Regions from separate parts of the Capsicum annuum genome. Here region 1 is linked to region 2. A link is a contact called in public Hi-C data. All regions are on one chromosome and are shown on one strand. Each heading gives the region's core, a stretch centred on a gene start, on an enhancer-like site or on the middle of the called end of the contact. The rest is flanking DNA. Distances are from core to core; before and after follow the strand shown.

Evidence for each region. Hi-C and Micro-C count contacts between places; a contact is called where the count stands out from the background.
Region 1: a contact with region 2 is called in a Hi-C map of leaf, with 2.3 times the contacts expected there. The contact joins the promoter of LOC107847875 here to the enhancer-like site in region 2. A contact is called at or near these places in 2 of 5 Hi-C or Micro-C datasets (leaf and placenta).

Annotation. Positions count from the first base shown.
Region 1 is chr11:39,719,582-39,722,281 of UCD10Xv1.1, forward strand. LOC107847875 (chaperone protein dnaJ 16) reads left to right here and starts at 1,420. Exons shown (of 12, transcript XM_016692443.2): 1 at 1,420-1,985. The coding sequence starts at 1,849.
Region 2 is chr11:39,613,493-39,616,192 of UCD10Xv1.1, forward strand. No RefSeq gene overlaps it. Among protein-coding and RNA genes, the nearest start is that of LOC107846539, 11 kb to the right of the region's middle. Within about 2 kb of position 1,314, at least 1 of the 5 cell types and tissues checked has an H3K27ac peak or open chromatin away from gene starts, as enhancers often do.

The DNA of each region.
Region 1 (2,700 bases), core at 170-2,669, 110 kb after region 2:
ACCCCTTAATTTCCCATCCTGCCACTACTCCGAAAAACCCCACCATCATACCTATTCGTTCATTCGCCATAGTCGCACCGAAAGCCACCAATCATCACCATATTCCATGCCTTTTCTATGTCATCGACACCGACCAAATCATCCCCACAGAATACCTAATCATAGTCCCTTCCAACCCAGATGAGTACAAAATTGTACCTGGCTCGATTCATCGAACCGGGTAAATTAACATCCAAGCACTCGATCGTTATCGGAGGCGACAACTTCATGTATAGAAATTTATTTAATTGGCATATGTTTTTAGAACTTCATGTCATAAGATCAACAACGTCATCTTATTGTCCCATGAGTATATCATAGTGTATGAATTGTATAAAAATTTGGTGTATGAATTGTATAGAAATTGGTGTATCAATAGCTTTATGGTGTCTGAATTGTATAAAAATTGGTGTGAAAGAGTATATCATGGTGTATGAATTGTATAGAAATTGGTGTATGAATTGTATAAAAATTGGTGTATCACCAGCTTTATGGTGTCTGAATTGTATAGAAATTGGTGTATCAACAACTTTATGGTGTCTGAATTGTATAAAAATTGGTGTATCAATAATTTAATGATTTTTGAAATAGTTAGAAATTGATATATTAATAATTTTATGGTGTCTGAATTGTATAAAGATTGATATATCATCAAATTATTGTAAGGCGTCTTAGAAATGGGTGTATCAATAATTTTATAGTGTTGAACTCTTTAGAAATAGGTGTATCAATAATAATAATTTTATAATGTCTGAAATATGTAGAAATTGGTGTATCGATAATTTTATGGTGTCTAAAATGTATAAAAATTGATATATTTTATGATGTTTGATCGATATAGAAATAAGTGTATTAATAATTTTATAGTATATTAATAAATTTATGGTGTATGAAATTTATATAAGATGTAATTTGAATCAATTGGAGAATTTACTATCATTAATGATGTTTTTTCTTAGAAGTATTAAAAACTAATTTTCATTGAATTAAATAAATTAAATTTAAAAACATAAAAAAAATATCAAATAAATGTGTTGTTTGGTTATCTTATTTACTATTTTTTTTTTTTAAAACTTAGTTAAATAATAAAGTAGGAGAATTTATAAGATAAAATATCAATCATTAAATTATCTTCTTAAATCATGCTAGTTTAATTATTTTTTTAATTTTTGATATATCTTATAAATTAAAAAGTAGTGATAGTTTTTATAATATTGACTCTTACATTATATAGTTATATGATTTGTGCTTAATTTTACCTATCTTTCACACAAAAAATTTGCTCGAAGCCCAAATTACTAACTCCGTTAATCGCACGTGCCCAAACACAAACTCATACAGCGGCGCAATATACCCTCTGCGTATAATAGCAAATAAACTATACAATCTTTGAAATTTTGAAAATTTTATTGCTCTAAACAACAAAAACAAAAGTCTTCTCTCCTTACACACACACAGCTCCTTCCAGCTTGGAAAACCTGAGAGTTTTCCAATTTTAGGGTTTCCAAATACCCCAAAAAATTTCCAACAAAATTCTTGATTTTTATTTTGATTTTGGGTATGAGAAAATTAACATTTACATTTTTTTCAGGTCAAAAATTCAATCTTTGGTATTAGTATTTTCTTGAATTTTTTCATGTCAAAGTTTCAAATTGTAATAATATTAGTATTAGTATTTTCTTTGAATTTTTTTCGTGTCAAAGTTTCAATTTTTATGAAATAGCAATAGTATTAGTATTTTCTTGATTTTTTTTTTGAAAAAAACTTTTTAAAAAAAGTTGTGACCTTTGAAGTGTTCAAGGAAGAAAAATGCCAGGGCATAAGTCAAAATCAGAAAAGGGTGAAGGAGAAAAGTGTTTAAGGAGAGACCCTTATGAGGTTTTAGGTGTTTCAAGGAATTCTACAGATCAAGAAATCAAAAGTTCTTACAGAAAATTAGCTTTGAAGTATGTTGTTTTTTGGCCATTGTATGATTCTTTTTGTTTTTTTCCAGTGGATTTATTTGATTTTGGTAGTGTAGAGGTGTTTTCTTGAAATCCCATTTTTTTTTTTTTTTTTTTTTTTTTTTTTTTTTTGTGTTTACTGAATTTATTTGATTTTGGCATTGTAGGTGTTTTCTTGAATTTTGTTCAATTTTTTGTTTGTTTTAGTGAATTTATTTGATTTCACTGGGTATGTTGTTATTGTTGTTCTCTTTTTGGGTGTCTAAGAAGTGGAAGAGAAGTTGCAAAAGATTTAGATTTTGTGATATGTATTGTTTTGTTGTTGTTATTGCTTGCTTATCTGTATCCCCTTTCTCAAACTGTTTGGCAATGCTTTATTTAAGCTGAGGGTCTATCGAAATAGCCTCTGTATCTCTACGAGGTAGGGGTAAGGTCTGCATACTCTCCCTCCCCAAACCCCACTTGTGAATTTACACAGAGTATGTTGTTGCATTGTATTGTTGTTATTATCTCTGTGATAATGAAAATAACTTAGCTTGGGAGTGGTTGTTCTGCATATAAATGTTAGCAATAATTCTTATAGCAAGTGTTTTGATACATCAATATTGAATTTCTGTTATTTCCAAGGATTCTTTTTCTAGAAAAAGAAAAATAAGGAAACGTTTGAAGAAAGGGGTGTTAGCTTGCTTCCTACAGAGTGTGTTATTGTTGTCAGATG
Region 2 (2,700 bases), core at 64-2,563:
ACAGTTTAATAAGTATATACAAGATAATTTTCACTATATTATTTTTACACTTCGATAGAGGAGAAGGAGTGAAACAACCAAAATCAAACGAAGGTCTAGAAAGATGAATGGGGCTATTATTTTCGATTAATCTAGGACTTCTACGCGAAGGAGTAGAATCGAATTTTGGTTTAGACATTATTCACAATGGAGAATGAAAAAAAAAAATATATCAATTTTATGTCTTTCGGAAAGAAGATGAATATTATATGAAACTCACTTTTTTTCAATCTTGTATTTTGAAGGAGAGAATATGAATATTATATGAGTAAGTTAATGAAATCAAAATTTTCAATAAAGTTTTGAAAGGTTAAACATTAGAATGGAGAAAGAGAATAAAGTTTTGAAGGTTAGAGTATTTGAATGGAGATGGAGAGGTGATTCACATACGTTTTCGAAACATTAATTTGATTTACACGTAATCTTCTTTCAATAAAATTATCTGATAAAAGTGTGAAATCTTTTAAATATAAAATAATATATATTTACCATAATTATCAATACATAATTTAAGGGGAATATTGATTATAACCCTATAAATATGGAACTGTTTTTAAATTATATAATTAAAAATGAATTTTGAAAATACAATTAAAATAATATATCTTTTAATAAGTTGTTATAACTTGACACTAAATTGCTATTAATGCAATTATCTAAAAATGTTTCTAAAATTTGTTATTTTAGATCTAATAATACTACGGGGGATAATTTTCTCTAAGTTATTTTGGGATTATTATTAAAAGTAACCCTAATCTATTTAGGAATTAGTCAATTTTATTTATTTTCTGACCAAACTAATTGACCAATTGTATTACAATTGTGGCCAATTTGATTTCAATTATGGTCAAATTTTAATAAATTGACTAGATTAGATTGAAATTTGATACGAATCAATACCTCGTTTAATCACGAGCTTCTTGATTTGATAAAATCAAATAAATATTTTTTCAAAATAAATTGTTTTTGTGACTACATTATCTTTGAATCAAAATTTTAACTATTTGAATCAATTTTCAAAATAATCCTGAATTCAAATCTATTTTTTGTAAAAATAATTATTTAAGTAACAAAATTACACAATTTCGTATGTATGAATACGAAAATATATAATCGTTACTTAAAAGTGACCAAATTATCTAGATAAATATTTGAATGATTTTTTGTCTGAATAAAATAAATATTATAATTTTATGTAAAGGCGAAGAAAGCTGAACAAGTCTTACAACTGAATTCTGTGCATCAGATGTGGACCTTTTAACTATATATACTTTTTGTCACATAGGTCATTTCTTATTATTTGCTACCAAAATTAGGTGACAAGTCCCATCTGGCTCTCCAGCTTTAAGACAAAGCCACTTTGCTTATAGTGACAAAGACTTTTGCCTTTGTTAGTGAAGCAGTTAAGTATCTGTCAAGATTTTCACTAAACAATTCAACAACTTAACGATTTTAAGAAGAAAAAAGTGATGCAAATAACATTTATAAGATTAGTGTGAAATTAATAGTTTTCGTTTAATCATTTGGTATTCAAAATCAACTGGCTTGACTGATTCAAATTAAATGTGTATTACCAATACAAGGGAGAAACGTTCTCCAAATAAATAATTTTTATTTTCAAGATTCGAATCCTATACTTTTATTTAGTGTCAGACGAATCTCACATTTATCATCTATCAATGAAATTAATAGTTTTTCCCTCCCAAGTCACCCCATATTTCATCTTGAATGTCTTAAATTATGTAACACTATTTCATTTCTATATCATGCTTACAACTTTCATTAATTTAAAGTCATAAAACTATTAAAGTTTTAATTAGGATTTGATGATTTCTCTATCTGATAATTTACTATAACATTTCTCACTATCACCAATTTATGAGATAAATTAAATTTATAATTTTACTTTCTTTGTTTGATTTTATTAAATTGAACTGATTAGAGTAACATAATCAATAAAAGAAATGGTTCTAAAGTTTAGCAGCACAAAGAAATAAAGTACCATAAGGTGGGTATGCTTTTCACTGTTTTCTTGCAAATGCAGACAAATAAAGAAAATTTAACAAGTCATGCAAATCCCAGACACTTCTATTTTCTTTCAAATTTCCTTAATTACTTTATACCTATATTGTTCTAAAACAAAAGACAAATTTCCACTGAATTAAAGAGATGGGACATGCTTTTTAATCAGCCCAGACGAAAGAATGACATTACATTGGACCCCTACACCCAGAAGGGATTTTGCAACAATTATATATTTCATTTTCAAATACATTGAAGTACAACTTTTTTTTTCGCGAAAGTTTCTTCGTTTGGTGTTCGGTATTCGCTTTGAACTAATTTGAATTCATTTTGAAAAATCTGATTCGGGAGTAAAATATTTTCTATTAAAAATGACTCTAAACTCTGAACTTAAACCCAAAATCGATGATTAAAAATAAAGAAATACTTATAACCATTTCATCATAGCCTACAAATGATGGTATTATCATAGACCTTTTGATTTCTCAGGAATGATAATGTGATAAAGATCAATATGAAACATCAATAATATTATGTGACTTGTCAACTCAAGAAAAAGGACAGGAGTTGCTTCGTTTGCATCACACATTAATTTAGACAAATTTGTTTCACTCTATGAGTATAAATAACAAATTTGAA